2 separate regions of the Oryzias latipes genome follow, and region 1 is linked to region 2. Evidence: chromatin contacts called from public Hi-C data. All regions are on one chromosome and are shown on one strand. The core of a region is the stretch at or near the end of the contact, and the rest is flanking DNA. Distances in the headings are between cores, read along the strand shown. Region 1 holds the start of pgr (progesterone receptor). Region 2 holds the start of ttc36 (tetratricopeptide repeat protein 36).

Region 1 (4,088 bases), core at 1,187-3,686, 450 kb after region 2:
TTTTTCATTGTGGAATTAGCTAAACAAAAAATAACAATTATAAAGCTGTAAATACTATTTTTTAGGGGTTTGCAGGGAAAATAGTAATAAATGGAGTGTATCAGTGCATGGGAGTGTTTGAAGCAGCACCTCATCTATTTCCTGGATCAGGTCATGTGATCTTATTGTTTGGGATCAAACAGAGATTAAACTTCCAGAAAATCTGAGCCTGCTATCATTTTCAGATGTTAGAAAGGAGGTCAAGTAAGATTTTGATAAACTGGGACATTATTTATCTGTAAATGGAGTTAAATTGTGCAGGAATTGATTTGACAAGTGGATTGTTGGTTAATGTTTGTCCTGTTAGGTTTTATTGAATTAATGTTCGCACAGCTGTTTTTTAATGTTTGACTGGTACATCCTGATCTGAAAAGAATAACATCTAAATTAGGATGACACCTTCAAGGAAAATGACATATGAAATGTTTTCATTATCATTATTTATAAGGCTGTTATTTTGCTGATTAGCACTGAAAACTTGTTGGAAATACAGGTTACGAATTTCTTACCTCAGACACATAAAACAGAAGCTTTTGTTAATCAATAGTAAAATAAAATTCAGCACAATTTGTCCAGTTTTTTACTTTTTAAAATAAAAGACCAACATCATTGGATTAGGGGAAAACATGGTGATCAGAGGATTTGCTTTCTAGTATTATTATTTGAAATTCTAAGGGGGGAAAAACGAATCATTTTCTTAAAGAGTCCCTAATTTTTCACGTTTTAAAACTGCCTTTAACATTTAAACGAAGAATTTTACAAACAAACATTTGACAGAGAAACAAAGTGAGCCTAAATTTCAGATTTTGAAGCTAAAAAAAAATCATTGAAAAAATATGAAAAGTCCAATTTAGAGGCTGCATGCTTACCTTCCACTGCCCTTTTAAAAAAGACTTTACAGCTGCCGCATGTGAGGACTCCATAGTGGCAACCAGACGCCTCATCTCCACAAATGATGCACAATCTCTGAGGCTGCATGCTGGAAAAAGTGGGAAATTACTCCTAAATTAAAATACAATTATTTAATATAACAGCAAGTCGTTTCTATTATTGATGTCAAACATTTAGGTTCAATGATGTCGTGAAGTTTGGGCTTATGGAAGGTTGTGTTTACCCTGGGAATCCGGAGAAGGGTGATGGGTTCCTCTGGATCAGGCTCTGGTTCTGGAACCCATCGTAGCCGCTGGCTGTGAAGCTCTCCTCGTTCGTTCCTGCAGACTGGCACCAGAACTGCGGCTCAGCCGGGGAGCTGTGCATCTGCCAGCGCGCAGCCTCCGTCTTGAACATCACCTGTTGCGCGTTGGAGTTTGAGTCGAAGCTGACGGCGGGTTTCCCGACCAACGCGCACCTGCTGGAGTCAGTCCTCGCCGGGCTCAGCAGCTGATCCGAGCGGTTCAGGTCGATCAGGAAGTTCGGGGAGCCGTCCAGCCCCGGCCGGACCACCGCCGTGGCGGAACCGAACCCCGCCTGCTCGCTCTCCCCGAGCGCCAGGTTCTGCTTCCTGTCGCCGTCACAGCAGATGTCGAGCGCAGAGATCTCAGGTGATGGATCAAAGCTGGAGCAGGGGGTGTCCATGATCACAGTGGGCTCCTTCTCGTCCTTGATCAGCTTACAGGCCGCGGAGGTCGAGCCTAGTAAAGTTTCGGATCCGCCGCCTGCAGCCGCGCGCTGAACTTTGACAAAATCCTCCCACGGAGCATTTTCACTTTTCAGAAACTCGCTGTTGCGCTCATAGAATTGTTTCGAAGCTTCGAGTATGTTACAGTCTTTAAAAACGGCGCATTCAGCGCCGGAGCTCAGACCGTGGATCAGCGCGCCCGAGTTCCCAAAATTACGCACGGAGGAAAGGCAGCCTGGAGAACGTGACTCAGCGGACAATTTAGCGCTGGACCTGCTGTAGCCGGCCTCGATCAAGCCATTTACTCTGGACTCGGTGGAATCGGCGATGGAGGGGGTGCCGAGGGCGCCCAGCTTTCCGTTCATTTTACTCTCCATCTTCTGACGCGCGCAGCAGCGACTGGAGCGCAGCCGCAGGGTGGAAGGTGTGGAAGAAGTTGCAGCTTCTTGTAATCCTCCCCCAGAGCCCTTAACGGTCTGTGACCTGACTATCTCTCACATTAACCAAAAAATGCAAATGTAGTGAATAAAGCCCCCCAAAACCCAAACTTTTAGTGATCTAAAGTGATTTTAGGTTTCCAACGTTAAACCAAAAACTTTCACAAAGACTATAAATCCTACTTGAGACTGTCATCTTCAGAAGATAAAGGGAGTTTCCTTTCCTTCCACAGATTCCCCAAAATCCTCAAAGAATCCAATCATTCGTGGGATGCCAGAGAGGAAAGTGGTAGCTGTCAAAGCGGAGATGTGGAGCAGACTGACGGTCTTCTCACTCCTCACTGCAGACCCACAGAATAACCTTCCAATGAGGAGAATTTCAATGTCAAGGCCCATTAAACTCCTCCCTGCAGTTCATGAAGAAGTGCAGCAAGGGGGAAAGATATCAGGGCATATTTTAAAGTGCTGAATAAAGCGTGCCAGTACATAAAAGAATGGGACTTAGAAGTAAAATAAAATAAAAAAGAACATCTACAAATCAAATTTTTACCAATTTAACAAAGTGGAATTTAAAAGAAATATTTGTTAAAAGATGTGAATAGAAATGAGTTTATTATAAATTCTAGCTACTTTATGCTCTAAATTTCTCATATTTTGTTCCTTCATCCACTTTGGTGATAAATAAGCTGTTCTGGCGTTTGCAGTATAAGTTTGAACAAGAAATGAGAGCAACATGTGGGATTTTACAACAGAGTGCAGACAGAAAAGGTGTTTGTGATGGCCATCAGCTCTTCAAACCGCCTCTGATTCATTCTGATTTTGCTTTTCTGTTATCATGGCTGGATAATAAAACGGGTTTTACCATTCAGGTTAATCAGTCAGGCCCAGGATGCTGCTGATGCGTGTGCTCATGATGCACACAGGGTCCTTGAATCTGTTATCTGGCGTCATGTTCCTCAGGACATCGGAGTTGATTCCCATGAGGTTGCCTACTTCACTGTTGGATAACGATGACACATTCATATCTTTGCGATGTCTTCTTCTAGGATGACCTAGTTTTTCTTACATATCTTTGAGCTGTGGATGTGATAAAGGGGAATTAAAAACACTGGAGATGGTTGGTGTGAAGACCTGAATCCTTTGAAGTTTGACTTGGAGCGTCAATCCCCTGAACGCCTTTTTTATTTGATGTCACACATGTAATATATTTGTCTAACATAGTAGCATAGTTGTCTAAACAGGCTTCACACTAATAATTCTACAAAAGCATTGTGTGTTTTTTTTTCTTTCTAATGATGTGTATTAAGAAAATTAGGCTCAAAATTGCATTTCTGAGTATTTCTTTATCCAAATCAATGGGAATCTGGAGCAGACGATTGTATTTGTGGGATAGAAAATAAGCTGTGTGGGCCACAAGCTCCCTGCTCCACATCATTCCGATAAACTGACTAGATGCATGTACCTGTATTGAGTTTTCCGCACTACAAAGAGCATTTAAAAGCTCTATGTGTTTATTTAATAATTGATTGATTTTGAACGCCTTCTATATGGATTCAATCTGGTTGTGTTCACTGATGTTGAAGTGATGGCGAGTGGTACATGGTGCTCTGTCAAAATGTTTGGGTGGGTGTTATTGTAAATATGCCAACGTGGCTAACGCGTAGCTCTGTCAGACTGTGTTTTTTCTGTGTTACTATCAAGGTTTGGAGTTACTGTTATTGTACATACGCTGATGCGGCTAACGCTTCTAGCACAGCTAACTTGTGGTGTGTCACGAACAGGTTCTAGAGTTAACTGTTCTTAGTTGATGACAAACTTTATCTCTGACTCTTTTCTCTCGCTTAATGCGCCTTACAGTTCGATGTGCCTTATATATTGTAGCGACCTGGGGGTTAGCCCCGCCTTCAGCTCCTAAGCCTCATGGGAAGTGGGGAGTCTTGGTGTGAAAACCTTGAGTGAGAGGGCTGGAAGCAGAAGTCAGCTCCATGGTGTTT
Region 2 (4,260 bases), core at 988-3,487:
CTTCGCAGCTGAGTCCTTCTTCACTATCATAACATAATCAAACATTTAAAAAGAGTGAAAATGGATGGAATAAGTGACTCCAAAGTAATCAACAAAATGCAAAAGGCATTTGAAGGAGACATACTTCAAAAAAGCAGACTTTCCTGGAGGACAGTGAGCGGGAAGCTGGCAGACTAAAAAAAGAGATGAGTCTGGTAATTACTACGAAATGTCACATCCTCACTGTGCTGCCAAGTAAGAATGTCAAATGACAAAATCTTCCTTAAATGCCATCTGCAGAAGAAAAGCCGACCATGATTATTCCAAAAATCTTTAAGCTTTAAATTTGAAAGTGATATTTTTAACATTCTGTTCTTTTTCTGGTTTTCAAACCAGTTGGACACTCTTATTGATATTAAATATGTGCTTTTATATAGAAACTTTAAAAAAAGGTTGTTTTTATTTTGAAGGATAATCTAAAAATGGGTGGAAAAACTAAATAGCCCATCCTGAATGAAGCGAGCAGAATTGCTCTCCTAGAACTCTGGCATGGAGAAGCCAAGAATGAAAGATAGTCTAGAAAAAGTTCATGAATAAACCAAAACAGGTTTGACATCAACTTGGCATTCTCTATAAGTAAAGTAGCACAATAAGGATCTGGGCTACAATAAATGTCAGGTTTTTGTCATAATACAAATCCAACTCTGGAGGCGCAGCGTTAACTTGTCAGTGTGAAGGGGACTGTCACGTATCCTGAGGGGCATTAGTGCTTTCTATTTCTGGGGGGTTTCTTAACCAGCAGGCTCCGTAAAAGTTGTTGTTTGGTTCTAAAGCTTCTGGTTTCAAACTGTTTTTTTTTAAAAAACTGCAAATTGACTCATTTTGCTTGTGGTAAGTTTTCGTTTTACTTTTTTTTTTCCGAATTCTAAACAAATCCTTAGCAAAAAAGTAGTCTAATTAGATGTAGGGTATTAGAAGTATACATAAACAGTGAGGCAGTGTACTCGAACGTTATTTTTTATGTACTATCTATTTGTTGTAAACTAAATATTCAGTTAGTATACTTCCAACACTTCATGTACATCAGTGCTTCTCAATTATTTTTTGCCCCCCTAGGAAAAATAAAATGTTTCGCGAACGGAAAACATCCTGATACGCTGAAGAAGATGATCGTGGAGAATAGTTACCATTCAGCTCAATATATGATGGATGAAACGGAGCTATTCTGGAAGAAGTGACGCTTAAAATACACTGTAGAACCTCTCGCTTTTAACTGATGAAGGAGGAAGCACGGGCTCCTGCTTTTCAGGCACAGAGTGACACTCCCAATGTCACTCTGTGTGTGTAAAGTACGATACAGTACGGTCAATTTGTTTGAAAGAAAAAACTTTATGTTGAGCAAAATTCCAGTGATCTTTATAAAAATGTCATATATGTAATATTTTTGGAAATATGCCAGAAGACTAACTTTTTTTTTTAAATTAAGATGTTCTTAAAACCCTTTGATGAAATCTACAAAGTAAAATAGAAATGAAATTGTTTTTTTTAAAGAGATAAAAATAGAAACAATTATTATATTTTTGATGATTTGGTATGTTTTTGGTGACAATGTTTGAATGAGTAGCACAAATACTGACAATCATCCAACATATCATAAGTGATTCTATTTGTATGTCATTAAAACAAAAAGATTTTGCAATTTTATCTTGTAGATTTCATCAGGAAAAAAATTACCTTATTTACACACTGTCTCGAAATTTGAGTATAGTTTTAACGTGGTGTAATTGCATTAAAGAGAAATAATTATCAACAAATTTTGCATTATTTCAATACAGCAAGTGGTCATTTAAAACACTAACAATACATATGGTATTCTCACCATAGAGTTTTGAAAATAAGACAAACTTGTCCGCCAAATGTGTGTCTGTGATTTCCTTGATGCAGACATTTTGACATGAGCAGGAGAAGCCCCTCTGCTGCCCCTAGTGGAATAATCGTGAATTACAGGTTTAAGTTCTATCTAACAGGATTTTAAAGAACATTTGGATCATGCTAATGATACACGGATCTCAAAGATTGTGTGTATAAACTATGATATGAATGGTTACATAGGGTCAAGACTTGGAATCACAGTGTGAGTACACTGCTGCAGTTTTTTCTGGTTTGCATGTTTTGCTTAATCACACACAGATGGGTTCAGTGCAGACACATCTCAAAGTCCAGCCCTGCTTCCTCCCCCTCCTCTCATTGGCTCATGCAGAAGTCGACGGAGGCAGGACTTATCGGTCGGTTGTATTTTAGTTTTAAAGATTTTCTTCTTTTTTTATGCAGATTTTTCAGTTTACTTCACATACCAGCTGTGATGGCTTCAGCAAATGACAGAGCTGTTCTTCAAGCCATATTCAACCCCACCAGCCCCTTTGGTGACATCCCCGGCATCAACCGAGAGGAAGAATTAACTGATGATGGTGAGTTTCTGACTTCATAGGCGTGAACATGTCATGGTAGGATGGATTTTATTTGAATATTTCCTGTTTCTAGGCTAAAATAATCCTCACAGCCAGCCAGACACCTGAGCACTGAGTGATGTTTCAGTGTTTTCTTTTGGCATGGACACCTGTCAGCGGAGTCTGAGCATGTTTTTCCTCCTGTTTATCTGCTCCTACCAGACAGCGGTTTTGACACAGAGTTGCTGAAGCAAGTGAAAGAGCTGGAGATGCGGGGCGTCTCGGCAGCAGAGGCTGGGGATTTGCAGGGTGCACTTCAGCTGTTCAGCCAGGCAATCCAGATCCTGCCTGAGCGAGCTTCTGCCTACAACAACCGAGCGCAGGCCCTGCGGCTGCAGGGGGACACCACAGGTACATGCAACAAAGCCATTATAACCCTTTCTAGAGCTTTGTGCCAGCGTGTCGGGCTGCCAAGTCTGAGGACAGCACAGGAGCCCAGTCAATGTGAAGCACATTTCACCAGTTTTACCCCAATTTAAATGATCATGAACTTTGTGTTAACTTTTACTTAAAAAGACTTTTACATTTAGCACTGATTTGAAATAATTATCTTTTTGAAATAAGTTTTTAGCATTCTCTTCAGCTAATTTAGTACAAAACATTACCTCCTCTGATTTAGTTAAAAGAATAAAAGCCTTTTATTTAACTAATCATCCACATTTTACTTGTTTCATTAAATGTACATACATTACCATTTAAAATCATTACAATTGTTCATATAAACATGCTTGAAATGCTTTCCGACTTCAGAATTGTTAGCACATAGTAATACAGTAAAATATTTATGAAGAAAATGTATTTTGTTTATTGTACATTTTCATTATCCCCCTTGTATCTCAAGGCCGTGTCACACAGAGAAGCCGTACAATTTGTGCATTGTCCACGGATGAAAACTCTTCATACATGAATATATGTGGAAAAAAGTGAAAAGTTGTGGTTCTTTACTTGAAATTTCGACAGTTGTATCACAAAAATACCATATTTAACCCCAAAAAGAAGGATGAATAAGCCACTTTTGCTTGAATTTTGTTTATTTTGACATTCAGACCCCTGAGCCAAAATCACATTACATCAGCTCCATGGTCAGCGCCTTAGTTTTAATTACACAGTTGGATTCCCCTGATCTGCACCACATCTAAGTTAAGGCCGTGTCACACTGCTGCTACGTACAATCTGCACATTTTCGACTTAAAAACGTTGGCCCTTGGTGACAACCTCGTCTCTGGCTCGTCTCTGCTTCTGCTCCTACACTTGGCCTCTGGCTCGTCTTGCGCCCCCAGCCGTCCCCTAACTCCATCTGGATGAAGCCCATCTGCTGGAATATTCAAACATTAAGTTATAGAGTTAGATGAGCTAATTCTGGTACATTGCCTGTCTGTCCTGGGGAGGATCCCTCGTTCATGTGGACACCCCTGAGGTTTCTCCTTTTTCTTTCTTCCTGGAATCCGTTTTTTTAGGAGTTTTTCCTTACCGAGAAGGACGATCTACGGGCAGGAATGCCAGTTTAGTTTAATCTGTTTAGTTTAGCCATTACCTATCTCCACAGACGTCTGCCCACATCGACAAATGACGAACCCAAGAAACACTGGTGAATTACTCACATCACAAATGTATCACAACAGACTGAAATTTTCTACGTGGACAATTTAATGATTGCACATAGCAGCTGTGTGACACGGCCTTCGTAGCTATTATATGTGAAGCTTTTCCTGATGATTTAAAACATCAAAGTTGTGTCAGAAAGAATGCCTTCTTATCGGTGAGCATGCTATCT

What was found. A called contact is a pair of places that touch in the nucleus more often than the background predicts.
Region 1: a contact with region 2 is called in a Hi-C map of embryo, with 3 times the contacts expected there. The contact joins the promoter of pgr here to the promoter of ttc36 in region 2. A contact is called at or near these places in 3 of 5 Hi-C or Micro-C datasets (embryo and fibroblasts).

Annotation. Positions count from the first base shown.
Region 1 is chr13:6,458,585-6,462,672 of ASM223467v1, forward strand. pgr (progesterone receptor) reads right to left here and starts at 2,437. Exons shown (of 7, transcript NM_001172044.2): 1 at 1,154-2,437; 2 at 909-1,018. The coding sequence starts at 2,034.
Region 2 is chr13:6,008,461-6,012,720 of ASM223467v1, forward strand. ttc36 (tetratricopeptide repeat protein 36) reads left to right here and starts at 2,238. Exons shown (of 3, transcript XM_004075274.4): 1 at 2,238-2,447; 2 at 2,649-2,837. The coding sequence starts at 2,342.